Linked DNA regions of Columba livia: region 1 is linked to region 2. A link is a contact called in public Hi-C data. All regions are on one chromosome and are shown on one strand. The core of a region is the stretch at or near the end of the contact, and the rest is flanking DNA. Distances in the headings are between cores, read along the strand shown. Region 1 overlaps EYA4 (EYA transcriptional coactivator and phosphatase 4). Region 2 has its middle 15 kb from the start of RPS12.

The links. Hi-C and Micro-C count contacts between places; a contact is called where the count stands out from the background.
Region 1: a Hi-C map of liver shows a contact between it and region 2, with 2.5 times the contacts expected there. The contact joins two enhancer-like sites. A contact is called at or near these places in 2 of 2 Hi-C or Micro-C datasets (crop and liver).

The regions. Positions count from the first base shown.
Region 1 is chr3:59,299,221-59,305,186 of bColLiv1.pat.W.v2, reverse strand. It overlaps EYA4 (EYA transcriptional coactivator and phosphatase 4), which reads right to left. Exons shown (of 19, transcript XM_065057037.1): 17 at 5,424-5,545; 18 at 3,029-3,129; 19 at 482-1,426. The coding sequence ends at 1,346. Among named protein-coding and RNA genes, the nearest start is that of TCF21, 130 kb to the left of the region's middle. Within about 2 kb of position 4,341, at least 1 of the 3 cell types and tissues checked has an H3K27ac peak away from gene starts, as active enhancers do.
Region 2 is chr3:58,934,861-58,941,186 of bColLiv1.pat.W.v2, reverse strand. No RefSeq gene overlaps it. Among named protein-coding and RNA genes, the nearest start is that of RPS12, 15 kb to the right of the region's middle. Within about 2 kb of position 4,241, at least 2 of the 3 cell types and tissues checked have an H3K27ac peak away from gene starts, as active enhancers do.

The DNA.
Region 1 (5,966 bases), core at 3,092-5,591, 360 kb before region 2:
AACCCTGTTGTATTTACCAAAGTGGATTGTACTCCTGAAATGACCAACGTCATCATGTCAGAAATTTCAGCAGCTTGTGTTGATCCTGAATATGCTAAATGTGGCATCATTTGTGCATCTGACTGGTGAGAGATTCTTTAGTAGTTTTTTAGTAATTTTTCATTCCTAATTAACTTGTGTTTTATTCCCCATCTGGGTTTAAATCCACATTTTCACCTTCCAGTAATGCCACCTGCACACTTTGTCTGCTGGGTAGGAATTTGTTCGTTTATACACAACAGATGTATGGCTTTCAATGGACTAAGTAATTCATGAATATGGCTCTTAGTTCTATTGTTGTAGAATAAGGAAATTATGCTGAAGGTGTTAAATACTTTTTTTTTTTTTTTTTTTAGCTTTCAAGGTAACGGTCCCCAGTATCAACCTCCCAACATACTTTTAACTTTCCTCAATCAATCAGTGGAATTATTCGGAATCCAAATAAAAACACAAACTTTCCTTTATTATTTTTTCTTCCTGCAACAAATACTTAAATGCTTTGGTGCAGCCCTGATCTTTGATTTCTTTGAATTTCAAATTTGGTCATGTCAAAAATTATCACAAAGGTTTTTTTTTTGTTGTTTTTTTTTTTGCTTATCTACATAGTTTTTAACCAAAATTACATTATAACACACAAACACAGTCTTCTCTTTAAGGCACAACACATCATTATGCACATTCTGTTTGCCAAACTTATAAAAGAGACAATATTATATAACCCTCCCCCTCCCTAGCCCCTCACAAAAGAAAGAAAAATTGCATCCACTTCCAAAATCAGCTGCTAATAAAGTCACAGTAAATTATTTTCATCAATAATTTACACAAATTACAGGTCTAGACAGGATTGTCATTATACAGTCTGAGTGCATTCCAATTCAGATTTTCTGGGTTAGGTAGGCTAAAGTCTGGTTCAAACCTCAGTGCTGAGAATATATCCCATTTTGAGGAATGTTGTTGAACACCACCTTGTCGGCTGGGAAATGCATGTTGGTGCTTTGCCAGTTCGAGTCCTTTGTTCACTCCTGTCAGGGCTCACTTGGTGTGTACCAGCAACCTCCACAGTTTTAATTCATTTAAAAACGTTGCATATATAAGACCATAGAGCTTCCTTACGTAGCACTAATGTTTTAACTCCATTCAGCAATCTGAATTCTTCAATTTGGAATTTTTAATTCCAAATATTTCTTCCCTTCTTAAGACAATTCATATGTGTAAAGCCAGAGGCATTGAATCACACATAAAAATTCAGTGTACTTGAAATATATATATATATAAAAAAAAAAGGGTCGCCAACTTTAGAACACAGTTACAAATACTCTAGTTCCAGTGCTTGATGGAGAGCCAAGAGGTCCGAATGACTGGATATCCTCCAGAAAGGCATGTTGTGCTGTGTTTGTCAGAGGGGGGAAAAGGTCAGGAAAGATGAACACGGTGACACAGGGCGGTATATGACACATAAGGCTAGTCAGATCACCACCACATATTTTACACCACTGTGTTTCTGGATTGATTTTTGCTAGTAAAGTACTGACAAAAATCAGACCAAAATAGATCTGAGCTTAATAGTCCAACTGAAGGTAGAATACTTACATAGTCTTAACAGTTTATCTGGAAAAGCTGGTTATTTAGTAAGGGCTATTTGTCCGTCGTTAGCATGCAAACCCATACAAAAGAGCATTAATAGGAAATCCATTTCTGCTCCACTCGGCACATTTTGCAAAAGACCGAATGATCATTTAAAGGGCTCTAAGACTTTCATTAAAAGAGGCTTCATGCACAACTCTTTGAAACAGAGTTGAATTACATTTTTGTCCATCTAGGGGAAAAAAAAGGAATCTGTTTTGGGGAGAAAATAATGCAGTTCTTGCTTAAAAAGGATAATTTCTATTGCAGAAAGCATCAGTGTCAGATATATGCACTATTCTCTTTTCAGCAATTAATCAGAATAGAAAACCCCCGTACTTTCATGTTCTGTTCAGATCTATTTGTAACAGGCTATGTTGGTCCATCTCTCTGAATTCTGTATCTATTCATGCAATATAGTCAACATTAAGAAAAAAGCATGCCAAACTGGAAAGTACACAATCCAACCACCTTTGTTTAGCACAAACTATAAAAGACCCATCACTAGTACTGTACCTATATTAAGGAACCATTTGGAATAAGCATTTTGGTTATTTTCATTTCTATTCCAGCTACCACACCAAAAGGGCCCTTTATTTTGCTACTCCTAGCAAAAAGATATTTACAGCATTTGTCCTATGCAGACATTGTGAGGTAAAATTTTTCAGTTTCTGCACACTTCCAAGGTTATACTGGGAAGCGTGGTGCAAATTACTAATTTGATCTGTTTCTGAACATTGAAAAGTTATCTGGTGAAATTTAGACTTGAATTGTTCTAATGAAAAAATGGAATATTTCTAAAGAAACAGTTCTGTTTTAGAAACACAAACTTGGTGCACAATCTCAATGCTGTATTCTTTTTCCTTTTGCAGATACGGCTTTCTTGAAGCAAATCATGTTCATCATCTTTGCTCCAACAAACTACAGATCTTCATCTATGTTAGCAAAAAATTTGCATAGTCCTAAGATGTTTTTCCACATTCTTTGCAACACTTGTCTCGAAACCTCCCTGATTTCACCATTTAAAGAAAACTACCACCAAACTACCATGCCATAGCCATTTCTCTGTCTTCTGTTTATCTTGAATTTGCTTTAAGCTAGTCTGACATTTTTGCTGCTATAATTTTTCATTTATTTTTAAAATAATTTTGCATTTATTTTTCTTTCCAAACTGAAGAGAAGCAAATGCTAGTATCCAAATGGTTCATTTTACTCTAAGTTTTGATCTCATCATGCTCTTGTTGCCTTGCATCTCTGGACTGAAGTTATTTGTCATTCTGTCATTGTGCAACACTGACAGAAATGCAAACAGAAAGGCTGGAATTAGTAGCTAGGTATCACACCAACATTTCAGGAGACAGGTTACCTTTTTTGCTGCCTGTTCTTCTTCTACACCATCCCCAATTACAACATATACTACTTTTCTGCCAAACCTTTGCATTATTCGTTCAAAGCAACTTTCTTTTCCTGGAAGATAAATGAGATAAGATTTCAGAGCAAAGTTACCTGATTAGCTGCATGTTCCTCATCTCGGCCATCTCCAATCACAACATAAGTTATGTTAGTGCCAAATCTGGACACTATACGCTCAAAACAGCTCTCTTTGCCTGAAAAACAATGCACTACTTATTCAAGCTATCAAGTAAGTTATGGTGAAGCCTTACAAAGGATTATTGCAGTAGTAAGACATTGTTACTACTAGTGTTAAAAAGTTGCCAGCATGCAATTTAGAGCCAAAATAGTAAGAGCAATTAGTTTCCTTAGTGACACTAAGCAGTTCCAGGTAAAATTAAATCTCTTAAGAGCTACAGGCAAGCCATTAACATAAAAGAATTAGCAGCACTACAAAAATGAATAAGTTGCTGAATGACTAACTGAAATGAAATACTTCTCTGTTATTGTACTTTTTTTTTCAAGGAAAGCAGAAATTTTAATTCTAATGTATCTGCAACAATGAGTGATCTAGCCATGGAAAAAGTGTTCAAGGAACACTGGACAAGCAAAATAAAATTAGACAGCAGGTTTCTGGGAAAAATTCCATGAAGCATTTGGCTCTTTTGGAGAAATGTGGAAGGAAGGAGGCTAAGCCAGTATCAACAATACACAGGATAGAAAAGGACCAAGCAGTCATGTACCCATCTTCTCATTGTACTGCAGGTTCAGTACTACCAACAAATGCTTGTGCAATCGATCCCAAAACTGTCTTAATATGATGATTTCACTGTTGCCACAGGCAATCTCCATATCTAATTAACCCTCTCCATTAGGAAGCTTCTCTTTGACATGTGACCTACATGTGCCCTATTGCAAAGAAACCACCACACTTCCCATCAACACAGAGAAAGATTACTTCTTTCTTCTCTGCAACAGCTTTTTACCTTGTTTGTTATCATGTCTACCCCCACCCCAGGTTTTTAGCCTGTTCTCACAAGCTCATGATTTCTAGATCTCAGATTCTTACTGCTCTCCTCTTTTTTTTTTTTTTTTTTTCAGCTGGCCCACAAATAGGGCTTACAATTAGGAAAAGTGTCATGTGTATTAACTGTTGAGTGATGACCAGATTTCAGTGAGTGCAAGCAACAGCTGCAATTATAGTCCTGTGCTCAGCACAGTGCAGAGACCACTGAGACGAAAAGTAGAGAGAGATCTTGTACCCCAGAGTTTGCTGTGCTCCTGATAGGGGTGTAACAGCAGCCACACTGTTCCCAGAAGGAATTCCTGGTGCAGAATTACTTCGACAGAGTCTCCAGAGACTGTGCTTCACTTCACCACCCCCTTCTGTGCTGTCGGCACTATTTCTTAATGCTCCTTCCTTTGGTCCAAGTGCAATCTCAGTGACTGAATCCAACATGTACACACTGTATGACAGATGACATTCATTCCAGAGGCTGCTCAGTACCATGTTGTGTTTTGGATACTTCTTGCCTTGACTGAAATTTTTTAAGTATTTGAGGTATTTCTGTCTAGAGGACAGCTACAGCTAATTAAATGATGACCGAGGTAATAGTTTTTACTGACACTGTTAGAATATGCTTTTTTTTCCTTCACTTGTGAAAATAATTTAGGAAATGTATTATAATGCTTTTGGCAATGAAGTGTCACAGTCCATATTATATAAGGTGTCATAGATATAAAAATTAAGCATTCCTGAATTGATAGTTGGTAAATCATGAAATCTACCAAAATTATCAGTCATTGTAGGCTGTGTCACTTTGCACAGGAATGGCAACTTTTCTTGGTTTACAAGAAAGTTTTGGATGTGATTTCCAAAAACCATAAATTTCCAAACTGTAATACACAAGAGGTATACTGTTATCAGCACAACAGGGAAGTGCCCTTGTGGCATCCATCAACAGAGCTTCTGCTGGTAACAGTTGTCATTACCACCCATGATGTACTTATGCTTCCAGAAAAAGCTTATGAAGCGGTGGCCCAGATTACGCAGTGCTGGAAGTCAGAGCAGGGACTATTCTAACAGAAGTTCTGCCTAGATTTGAATTCACAAAACACTTTTCTTCATTTTTTTGTTTTCTGCACCATACTGAACAGTTTCTGAGGCTTTTAATCAGTACAGGACCTTTATTACTTCAGGCATCATTGAAAATAAGATGATTTTGGAATCTAGCTACATAAACACATGAAATGCCTAAATCTTATAACTAACACTGTGTCAGGGAAGTCGCTTTGAATCCATCCATTACTGGCAAAAAAATGTTGGTAACGCAGTTTAGTCAAAATGGATGAAAGAATAATTTTCTTACCTATTTTGGTTGCACTGTAAATATTTTCAATAGGAAAAGCTCCTCCTAGGCTGTATAGCAGAACTTTTGCAAGTGCTGGGATAAGCTGGGTTGTTGTTACCAGTACGTTTACACAGTTACTCCTAAAATGAAAGAAATAGTTTAAGCTTAAATAGTTTAAAACTGTTACCCAAATGCTGATGAGGTGAACCAGCTGTGAAGAGCATACTCAGGATTCCTCAACATTTACCTTCACTCGCACAGTAGTGCTACTCAGCACCATCACTTCCAGGAAAATGTACGTAAAACTTTTGGCAAAATCCTTTAAAAAATATGCAGGCTTGTTTGTAGGAAATATTCCTCACTGGTTTATAAAAAACAGGTCCTTGAATATGGGTCCACTAAAATCCAGACACTTAAGATCACCTACTATGTCTGAAAATAGGCGTTTGAATACTTTGAAAGCATCATTTTCATGCTGAGAACTAATTGGCAGTAGCTACCAGCCAAATAAAAGTGTTTAGGAAAAAGTGAAAAAATAATTTGTTACTCCTGTCTTGAGGG
Region 2 (6,326 bases), core at 2,992-5,491:
TACCACGTGTTGTAGTTATCATAAGCTTCAGGTGATCAGCCTAAAACATCTGTAGCATATGTACTATCTGGTGAACACCAAGGCACAGCTCGTAGAAACTCTGCCTTGGACCCTCCAGAGATCGTAAAGTAGCTGAGACATGATAGACTCGAAAGAACACCTCACTTCATGAACCCTGACCACAACCCCAGCACAGCAGCTCCAGTGGAACCACTGCCAGATGTCTAATTGTGCACCCTCTCCTCCAGCTTATCACACTCTTAGGTTAGTGAAAACACATTTCTGAGGCTGGGATAATAGGTCTGAACAGAGACCTTAACACAAAACTGCTGCACCTTTTCCTTTGGGAATCAACTATCTTCAATAAGCACTTAAGCCACTAAGTGTTTCTAAAAGAAGAAAATTGGTTTTCAAAAATGTTAATCAAATGCCACATTTTAAACAAATCTTTCTAATCCCTCTTGATACATCCACACGGTCAGAAAACAAAGCTGTATCATAACCAGCACCTGTTGGAACAAGTAGTATTATGCCCATAGAAAAAACCTTTCCAGCTCTACTTGGTTTAAAGTTGGTAAGAGTAAGGTAATTTCCATTAAACTGTCTATACTAAATCTGACCATGATGTTAAAGGTGGGGTACTGTAATTTATATAGTGGGTGTAATATGGTTAAAATCATGGTGCAAATGGCAAAACAATCTACACTGCAGTCATCTGATATTGTTGGACTTCTTTTCTCCTATGAAAAAAAGGTTTCGTGGCTTTTTATTGATAGAAGATGTAATCAAGATGGTCACTCTTGACTGAAGAGAGTTAATTATGCAGGTTGAGGAGGAACCATATTTGCACATCGTAAATTAGGTGAAAAAGATCCATGTTTGTTTATTTTCGTTTCTTCTCCTCTGGATAAAAATCCCTATTTTATTATCTGGAGCAACTGGCAAATATTTTAAAATACAGTCCTTACAAATTACAAATTTAGCTTCACTCCTCACATCTCAAGCCAACAACAGCTAAGAAAGAAAAAACAAATAAATCCTTACCCCTATTCACCCTTTCACCACCTTCATAATTCTGTTCCTCTCAGAAAACACTTAAGAGAACCGGTGAACTTTGCAGTGTGCCAGAGAAACCAGTGCACATGGGCTATTTTAGACGAAAGGGAGAAATGCTTTCTGAAGTACCAAGTGCTGTCTCACTATTACACCAAAAAAGCACCAGCTCACCTTTTCTTCTGGATGAAATACAATGGAGAGAGAAAAGCTGATGTCTAACCTGTCTCTAGGGAGCAGGAAAACAAACAAACAAAACCCAAAACAACAACAATTAAACAAACAAAATCAAAACACACACACAAAACCCCTTTCAACCCATGGAAATACCCCATCCTGTTGTACAAAATACTTGCAGGGCAATAACTGTTGTGTGTCAAATTCAGCCCTGGACTGACTTCAGTTTGAGCTGGCTCAATAAGTAGTTCTGAGTGAAGTGCACCACAGCAATGTAATTCCCAAGATAACAAAGACACAGAATCACAGAATCACAGAATGTTTGGGATTGGAAGGGACCTCAAAAGATCATCTAGTCCAATGCCCCTGCCAGAGCAGGAACACCTAGATGAGGTTACATAGGAAGGCGTCCACGCAGGTTTTGAAAGTCTCCAGAGTAGGAGACTCCACAACACCCCTGGGCAGCCTGTTCCAGTGTCCTGTTACCCTCACTGTGCAGAAGTTTAAATTTAAATTTAAAGTGGAAATTTAAGTGGAACCTTAAATTTAAGTGGAACCTCTTGTGTTCCAGTTTGAGCCCATTACCCCTTGTCCTACCGTTGGCTGTCACCGAGAAGAGCCTGGCTCCATTTTCATGACAATCACCCTTTGTATATTTGTAAAAATTAGTAAGGTCACCCCTCAGTCTCCTCCAAACTAAAGAGACCCAGCTCCCTCATAAGGGAGATGCTTCACTGCAAGACCAAAGCAAGCTCAGATGGAAAAAACAAACAAACAAACAAAAACTTTTTAATAAGATTACCCACAAGTATGTAGAATGTTAGCTGGATTAGGTATGTTCACAGTTCTAATATTCTCAACTTAAATGACAGCAACAAGTCTTATTGCTTCTTTCACCTAACCTGTCATCCAGACCCACCTTCAGCCTCTGCTAGCGTTCAGTTTTGAGCCAGCTGCTAATCAGGCAGATTCCTGAAAAAGTCTAGCTCCTTGATTTCCAAGGACTGAAGTAGCCACCTCCTTCTTTCTTGCTTTATCTGCAAGTGCTAATGATTCCTTTTGTACCTTTTTATGACTGTGACCATGAAATCTGAGGTCGTAGGCATCCATTTGGTCTTTTTTAGCACTCTTGGGAGCATGTCCATCATATCTTTTCCTAGCAGGAATGCCCCATGGAGTGAGACCACTGTCCATCACCCAGTTTTCTGTCTCCCATGGTGGCTGTTGCAGAAGTTGCTTAGGGAGAGCATGTGAAACAAGCCACTATCTGAGGTCCAATCCTCATGTTCTTCCTGCATTCTGCTATTAGATTTCAGACGTCAGAGGGAACATTGCTGCCTATCCACAATAGTATCTGGTTTGCACCTTTTATCTATTAATTTGCCTAATCCATTTTGAACCTCTTGATGTGTTCTGACTCCACACTTCCTTGCAACAGCAAGCTGTAGAAATTTACCACATGCTTTGAAGAAAGGCACTTTCAAAAACCTGTTTTAAATTACAACCTATCAGTTTCAATGCATGTTCCCTGATCTGCTGTTGTAGAATTTGGTAAACAAGTTTAGCACTCCTCTTTTGCATTGCCTTCTTGATTTTGTAAATCAGCTTCATCCCAGCTCAGCTTTCTCTCCAAACTGAACTGAGACAACAAGCCTGCTATCACTTCCCCTTAATAGTTTTAGAAGTCCTTCCCCAAACCTTTTTTCTTTTTTCTTTTTTTTCCTTTTTTTTTTTTTTTAAGAAAAATCTACAGTCTTCTTGAGATGCAGAGACCACTTGTATGCACTATTCAGGATATGGAGGCAAGAATATTTTCTGCAGTGGCAAAATGTCACCTTTGGTCATGTTCTCCGTACCCTTCCTGATATGGGCAATCTTGGCTGCAGCTCAACACTGAGCCAATGATGACAAAGAAGTGCTAACTCAGCATGGCTTCGATTACTCTACAGCACCACAGAGTTGTTTTGGAGATGCCCAAATTAACTCCAGACAAGAGACTAGATCACACAACAACACAGGATAATGCCATACAGAGATACTTGTTTAAGCCTTGGAAGACTGACAGCTACATCAATGCAGTGCACAGACTCCTTCCAAAATTTGGTAGTACCTTGCCCAGTAAGGGTGCCTACAATCACAGAGCAGTGGACAAAATGGGCAGTTCAAAAGGTCCTCCTGTGCGTTTGAAATGTCTTCAGAACAATACCTCTCTTTTGGAGATCCCTCTCCTCTCCCACAAAGGCATCTGGAGCTCTGTATCCAACATGAAGTCCATGTACTACAGAGTTAATAACTACAATCACCAAGAAAAATCAGTGACTAACAAATTCCTCCCAACTTAAAACTTGTTTTCAGTCACCGAGGAAATTTACCAGTACCCCATCTGAAGGCCAAGGCATAGCTGTTATGTCACAGAGGAGGATGAAAAGTATGGACTACTTCCTTTTTACCCAGTCCTGCACATCTTCTCCCTCCCCATGTACACCACTGATGCACCTCAAAAAATATTTATGAGTTCTCATTCAAATACTTCAGCTGATAAATTTAATATCACATTCCCTGGGGTAGGCAAAAAATAAAATATTGCATTGGCCTTCGCACATGTGGAGATTATATTACTTTACAATGAAACCCAGCAAGCTGCACATTACAGTTTTTACCACAATCTCCTTGGTAGGAATGTTTCAAATACATTGCATATGTGTGAATACAATATAAGCATAGTGAAATGCTTTGAACAGCGTAATACATCAGACGCTGGAGGCAGTGGGGAGATGAAAAAAAAAAAGAGAAAAAGAAAAAAAATACTTCACCTATCTTGGCTCTTAAGCCTATATTGCCCTTTGAGTGTTTAATTTGACACTGGTATTCTCTAGTCTCATAGACAGTGCTACTTACAATGTATAAAGTGAACTTCCAAACAATTGACGACTTAAACATATCCCCAAAGCTCTGTAAGTCTGTACCTTGTTCATGGAATATCTCAGTGAAAGAAAGCAGACAAGAGTGTGTGCTCTGTGCGGTACAACTCCGAGAAAAACAGATTAAAGGAGTCGCAGCTGTACAACAAAGTCCTTTGGTTTATGCAAACACATTTCTACATGCTGTAAAAGCCTAAACATCTGACCGACTTGGGTTTTACAAGGCTACAATACTGGAAAACACGCATAGAAATCGACAGCATTCAAAGGCATTAAAGAGTTTCATTTCACATTTGTTTCCTATGTCGGCAGCTTGCTGGGATCACCGCAGCACCTGCCCCTGTAACTCCGGCCCGGGGAGCCCGGCGCCTGCCGGGCCTGCTCCCGTCTCTTGCCCGTGGCCCCGTACCCGTAGCACGGGTGCCACCTCCTGCCGCGCCGGGGAAGCGCTGCCGGGAGCGGAGGGCAGGACGCGGCGGGGAGGCTCCGGAGCTGCCCGCCGAGGGGCGAGTGCCGGGGCCCGAGAGGGACACCCTCGCAGGCCTGGCCGCGGCTGTCTGTACAGCCCCGGCGTAATGTGCTGCATACAGCCCGCGGCTGGCACACCAGCCTAACCCCAATATGGATTTGCCTTCATCGTCACAAAGAGGATTATTTCCCCATTCCATGCTTTGGGAAACAATAATTCACAAGCTAGCTAGCCAATCTGAGACTCGTTTAAACTTTATTTAAAAATAAACAAACAAACCCACAACATTCTTTGCAGCTTTCTGTGCTTAAAGCAAAATTGCAATAGCTGTGTATGTTCAGCATTTCTACAGAACAAGGCATAGGCAAGTTCTTGCACCCAGGAAATAAAAAAAAATAAAACACCATAAATCACCCATTGTGAAAGTTTCTAAGTGACTTGGCAACCTCCACATAGGAACTCACTTGGTTTGTTCAGCCTGGAGGAGACTAAGAGGAAACCTCATCATGGTCTACAGCTTCCTCATAAGGGAAGGAGGAAGAGCAGGTGCCAAACTCTTTAGTGATCAATAACAGAAGCCAAGGGAGTGGCCGGAGGAAATGCCAGCAGAGGTTCAGGTTGGACATTAGGAAAAGATTCTTCACCCAGAGGGCGGTGGAGCACTGGAACAGGCTCCCCAGGGAGGTGTCACAGGCCCAAGCCTGACAGTGTTCAAGAAGAGAATGGACAATGCCCTCAGACACTTGGCATGAACTGTGGGGTTGTCTTGTGCTGGGATAGGATTTGGACTCAATGATCCTTGTGGTTCCTTTCCAACTCAGGACATTTTGTGATTCTATAATTTTTAACCACAATCCCAGGGTTTTTTTCCATACACAACAGCCTTCTTCACAGTAAAGCCCTGGACAATCTTTAGGGTCTGCTGGTTTGCTTTGTCTTCAAATTATGTAAGACAACTGCAGAAACAATATCATATGGGGTTTAGACTGGGTATCAGGAAAAATTTATGCACAGAAAGGCTTATCAAACGCTGGTACAGGCTGCCCAGGAAAGTGGCTGAGTCAAACATACTTCACCACTCCCTTCATGGATAATTATTGGCAAGAAACCCGTGCTAAGACAGTACCAGATTCTGTGTCTCATTGACTTGGCCTCTTGCTATTCCTGCTCTGTCTCCACCTACTATTAATTATGTTGACCAGTCTGCCTAACTACCGATCGCTTTTTCTTTCCTACACATCCAGTCCTCCCCCTTGACCATCTGCAAGTTCTCCTCCTCCCCCCACCCTTTCCTATTATATCTGAAGTCCATGAATGGAAACACTTGAACTTCCCAATGCAAATATTTTAATAAATTAATTGGGGATAAAAAACAAAACAAACAAACAACAACCCTTTGCCAAACAACTTATACTAAACAAGTCTCAGAAACAGTTACATTGCTTTAAGTTGAAAAAAAAAAAAAATCAAAATATCTGAGATGGATCATCCACTAGGAATAATTTCAGGCCATGGAAAATAAGCAATAAAACAATGTAACTAGGATCCCATGGGAAGGACTAGCTAATATTATCTATATTCACAATCATACTAGCTCAGTCAGTAACAACATGATGGATTTTATCATAAGTTAACAGAGGAACTGCAATTCTGTCCCTGTTTCTTGGCTGTAAGCCAATACAGCCAAAAGTTTTTCTTCTCTTCTG